Regions from separate parts of the Mus musculus genome. Here region 1 is linked to region 2. Evidence: chromatin contacts called from public HiChIP or PLAC-seq data. All regions are on one chromosome and are shown on one strand. The core of a region is the stretch at or near the end of the contact, and the rest is flanking DNA. Distances in the headings are between cores, read along the strand shown.

What was found. HiChIP or PLAC-seq counts read pairs in DNA pulled down with a chosen protein or histone mark.
Region 1: an H3K27ac HiChIP or PLAC-seq map of microglia shows a contact between it and region 2, with 4 times the contacts expected there. The contact joins the promoter of E330020D12Rik here to the promoter of Colgalt2 in region 2. A contact is called at or near these places in 1 of 39 promoter capture datasets (hippocampal neurons) and 1 of 115 datasets of contacts at active chromatin or transcription factors (microglia).

Annotation. Positions count from the first base shown.
Region 1 is chr1:153,412,858-153,415,557 of GRCm38.p6, forward strand. E330020D12Rik (Riken cDNA E330020D12 gene) reads right to left here and starts at 1,376. Exons shown (of 4, transcript NR_033736.1): 1 at 1,288-1,376.
Region 2 is chr1:152,398,565-152,401,264 of GRCm38.p6, forward strand. Colgalt2 (collagen beta(1-O)galactosyltransferase 2) reads left to right here and starts at 1,303. Exons shown (of 12, transcript NM_177756.4): 1 at 1,303-1,833. The coding sequence starts at 1,574.

The sequences.
Region 1 (2,700 bases), core at 126-2,625, 1.0 Mb after region 2:
TCTGAGCACACTGTAGCTGACTTCAGACGCACCACAAGAGAGTGTCAGATCTTATTATGGATGGTTGTGAGCCACACTGTGGCTACTGGAATTTGGAGTTTGAACTCAGGACCTTCAGAAGAGCAGTCAGTGCTCTTAACTGCCGAGCCTTCTCTTCAGCCCATATCAGAGTTTTTATAGTCATGTGACATCCAACTTTCTGTTTTGCAAATAATGCACAAAATGCCAAGATGAAACCAACTAAAGACTGAAACAGAGCTCCCAGTCTGAATTTCAGTGCACATGTACAGACATGAACACTGTCTGCATATAGTGTGTCTTCCTGCATGCCTGCTGCATTGCTGAAGGGTCTTATTCACAGTGAGAACTGCTGTACCCAATGGATACAATGAGCACTGTGTACAAAAGGGTGGTCAACTGATCCACCAGAACAAAGACCCAGCTTTCCTTCCTCGCCTCTGCCAGGGTGGCACAGTAAGAAATGAATTTCCCAAAGCCTCAATTCCCTCAATAGAGTAGCTATTGCTATTTCCAAGTGCTCTGACTGCCCAGAACAAGTGTCAGTGTATCCGTGAGAGCAGCTCATGCCGTTCTCTGTCTGTGAGAACAGCCACCCACTCAGTCCCCTTCCCCTTCTCAGCGGCCTGTATTTACCACCAGAGTAGATGACAACAGAGACTGCATTTACTATCATTTATTTTTTATTTTTTAAAGATTAATTTATTTAATAAATGTGAGTGCATTCTCGCTGTTGCTGTCTGCAGACACACCAGAAGATGTTATCAGACGCCGTTACAGATGGTTGTGAGCCACCATGTGGTTGCTGGGATTTGCACTCATGATGTCTGGAACTGCAGTCCGTGCTCTTAATCGCTGAGCCATCTCCCCAGGCCCCAATATATTTTATTGTTTTTATTTTATGCACATTGGTATGGTTTCGTCTTCACATACGTCTGGGTTAGGCTGTCAGATCTTAGAGTTTTAGACAATTGTTAACACACACTTGTAACAGATATTGAAATATGCGGTAATTGAAGATAAATCTTCAAATGAAAAGATGCAGATATTGAAATATGCGGTAATTGAAGATAAATCTTCAAATGAAAAGATGCAGATATTGAAATATGCGGTAATTGAAGATAAATCTTCAAATGAAAAGATGAAAGAAATCCATAAGTATTCTTCCCAAATCATCATTGTAAAACACAGAAAAATGCCAGGAAGCTGCACTATAAGGACACTATATAGAAACATCTTGTAAATGCCAGAGGCACTTGTTGCGCTCACCTCGTCCAGCAAGAAAAACGCAACACGGTCCGATTCTTCTCAACAGCCTTCTTTATCTCAGGAACACCTCGATGCTGCTACGGGAACTCCGGAAACCCAGGGAGGACAGCTTATATACACCCCAGCACTGGGGAGAGCTATGTGTCCTCCTGGGATTGGTCAGTCTGCTGCCCCTTTGATTTGTATGCACCCGCTCGGGAGGGGTTGGCGCCAGATTTGGGCTAGCACCTGCGCAGTGGCATTGTTTATGGCGACAGTGTACAGGAGGCCGGCGCCATCTTTTAGGCGCCCGGCTGCCTACAGGCACTGACAAATGCTTACTTGACTTATCCTCTGGGCTCTGGGCCAGTCGAAATGAGCCTCCCTGTGTGGAGTTTTGTGGTGGCTGTCCGGAGTGTGTCTCCTCTTGTCTCTCTAACTCCAAGTCCCAGCCCACGTGAACTCACTTCTGCTTTTATAACACTCGACTGAGTATGACTATCCTGTAGCCAGTCACTGTCAATCATTTTGGTAAATACATCTCTTTTCATAGCATAACAACCTCGTTCCATTTCCTTTTGTAAAACACCTTCGCCGTTTCTGGTACATACTCAAAAGCTTACAACTGTATTTCAGCCCTACTCAAAAACCTACCACATTTCATTTCCAATACTCAGCACTCCCAATGTTCATCAGAGTTTGTCTGTGCCTTTCCAGTCTCCTAGCAACAATCCCTAGAGATAAGGAAGGTTCTGGAGCAGGGATGAGTTTGAGAGCGATAGGTTTTGTTTGTTTGTTTTATGACATTTATTTATTTATTCATTTATTTATATAGCTCGGGTCTGTTTATATAACCCTGGCTCTTCCGGAACTTGCTATGTAGTCCAAGCTGGCCTTGAATTCAGAGATCCACCTGACTCTGCCTCTCAAGTGCTGGGATTGATGAGATGTCCCACTATGCCTGGCCTAAAATAATTTTATTCATGTTGTCTATGTGTAGATACGCTCTCCTTAGCACACAAGTGTCTGTCAGAGGATCATTTTCAGTTCCCTTTCTACCACGTGACCCTCAAAGATCACAAGCAGGCCCTCTGGCTGGGTGTGGCCAGTAACTTTACCAACTGCGGTATAGCAATGGTCCCTACATCTATCCTGCCCCCTGCCCCCAAGATACACTGCTCTCCTCTCAATCCATGTTTTTCTCTTCTTGTTTTATAAATATGTGCCAAGCAACCCATGCATTTTCACATACAATTCGATACCTAAGCAACCAAGTCATAAGCTAATGTCACCTTTAGAAAGATTTGCATTTGGGGGTGGGGGGTGGGGTTCAAGACAGTGTTTCTCTGCATAGCTCTGGCTGTCCTGGAACTCACTTTGTAGACCAGGCTGGCCTCGAACACAGAAATCCGCCTGCCTCTGCCTTCCAAGTGC
Region 2 (2,700 bases), core at 53-2,552:
CCAGGTTACATGACATTGTGACATGTAGGTAGCTAAGGTTACCTTGAACCCCTGATTCCTGTCTCTACCTCCTTAGTGTTGGAATGGGGAGCCTGGCCACAATGTCTACTGATGCTTATAAAAAGTGTTTGTTTGTTTGAAGGACGTGAGAATGGTCTAAGTTTTAGGATGAGAGAAGAGAGTTGCTACAAATGGACCAGTTGAAGGTTTGGAGAGCAGAGAAGAGCAAGTTGAGGCCTTCCAACAGTTATGGAGAAGGGACAACACAGTAAAAGACAGTGTGTCAGAGCTGGGGCTGGTTGGCCTGGCAGTGAAGGTCATGAACTTGCAGGGCCCCTAGTTCAGCCTGCACACAGGGTAAAGGCTGTGGATTTCATGCCACAGTTTACTCTGGTCCCTGTGTTATCTTCAAAGTAAATAACCTCTAGCTGAGTATTCCAGCTGCTTAAACATTTTGTCAAATGATTGTGTTTTGTGTTCTACCTTGGCCCTGTCTTCTGGCCTTCATTCTCTCTCTTCTCTTTGACTTGTGCTGATCTTCCCACTCTTTGTCAGTTTGCGTGATTAAGGGGGGGGGGGGGGCATGTGAATCTTCCTTTTCATCTCCTCACTTAGGAAGGTGCTCCTTGGACTTGAGAGATAAAGTTCTTACTGCAACCTTTCTTGGGAAGAAAAAAAGAAAGGAGAGAGAGAGAGAGGGAGAGGGAGAGGGAGGGAGGGAGGGAGGGAGGTAGAGAGAGAGAGAGAGAGAGAGAGAGAGAGAGAGAGAGAGGAAGGGAGGGAGGGAGAAAGAAAAGACAAGAAGAGAAGAGAAGAGAAGAGAAAAGAAAGAAAAGAAAAGAAAAGAAAAGAAAAGAAAAGAAAAGAAAAGAAAAGAAAAGAAAAGAAAAGAAAAGAAAAGAGGCTCCAGAAGAGTGATCCATTCGGAGCTATTATTTTCAGGGTTCTGATTTGAGGTCTAAAATTCTCCAAGTCTTCAATTTTTCAGAAGTTGTATGTCTATGGAATACAAGCATTCTGCCTCTGTAGATGTTATAACATTGTTTCTCACAGTCCTGGGTGGTTGAGGAGACCTCCAGTTTTAGAACTCTAATCTGTCAATAGGTGCATTATAAAGCCCTGGATACATCGCGTCACTGTGAAGAACTTCAGACTGCGGTTAGAAAAAGCAGAATAAATTTTCTTGGGGTTGTACCGTTATGTATACACACACACACACACACACACACACACACACACACACACACACACACTCTCCCATTGGCAGACAGGGCCACACCTCACAGCTCTGGAGGAAGCCGCAGACCTCAGCTGTACAAGCGCAGCCTGGACTAGGGGAACTTTCCCTGGAACTCGGGAAGATCAGCCTCCCGGAGTCGACCTGTCTGCAGGGCGGAGCGCGGGGCAAGCGCGGGTGGCAGGGAGTCGGTGCACAGGGGACTCAGGTCAAGGCTGGTCGGCGGCGGGTCCTGCGAGCCTCAGAAATCAGTGCCGGTGCACGCTCCCGCCGTCCCGGGGCAGCCGCATCCCCGGCGCCGCTGGCAGCATCGCCGCCTCCCGCCGGCTACGGAACATGGCTGCGCGCCTCGCCACTGTCGCCTGCGCGCTGTTCCTGCTGTCCTCCGCCCTGCTCCGCCTCGGCTGCCGGGCGCGCTTCGCCGCCGAGCCCGACTCGGATGAGGACGGAGAGGAAACGGTGGCGTTCCCCGAGTCGCCCCCGCAGAAACCCACGGTGTTCGTGGTCGTTCTCGCCCGCAACGCTGCGCATACGCTGCCTTACTTCCTCGGCTGCCTGGAACGGCTGGACTACCCCAAGAGCAGGATGGCTATCTGGTGAGCGGGTAGGGGTCCTGGGCCACCGCGGGGAAGATGAGGGCAGCTTGCTGCGCACACTCCCTTGCTGCCCGCGTGGGTCCTGGACTGAGAGAGTGGTGGGGCCGGGAGGGAGATGAGAAAACCTATGGACGAGAATCTGGAGACCTTGACTTTCCTCATCCCCCTCCTCTTCCTGGTTTCTACTGGGAGAGAGTGTCTTCTCCAGATGCGAGACACAGAACTTAATTAACTAAGGCAGGAAAGGGGTCCACAGAGACTTGGGAGATGGAGAGTGAGTCACCCGGACTTGCAGGTGCTAGGAGTCTGCTCTCTGAGTAACTCGGCTTCTGGTCCTCCCCTGGGTTATCTGAACTCAGGGATGGAGATTTTGAAACTTTGTTTGGAGTCTTTCCAATCACACCACACTGTGGGCTGGTCTTTTCTTGGGAGCTCCAGAAGGTCCCTGCCTGTTCAGCCTCCTGAGACACGTTCCCACTGCAGATGCAAACTGTACTGAGGTGCCCTAGGGTCTATGATGGGCCATTGGAGCCATCATTGGGAGGATAAACAGTCAAGTTTTGTCTTCAGGCTAAAGAATTCTATGCTTGGTCCCTTTGTGTTTGCTGTGGATCAGGACAGGGAATCAATGGAAGTCTGTCCCTTCCTCCCGTAGACCTCAGTCCATCCAGTTCCACACCTTTAAATCCAAGCATTCGTGGTGGAGTCGGGCAGGCAAGCTCTAGATGGTCTGCAGAGAAAGTAAAATCTGGCCAGGGAAGACAAGCTGTCCGATTGTTAGGCAATCCTCCCTTATTCCTGAGATTAAAAGCTAGAGCCATCCTGGAATGTTTTTTGAAAGGAGCTATCCCCAGACAAGACATATCC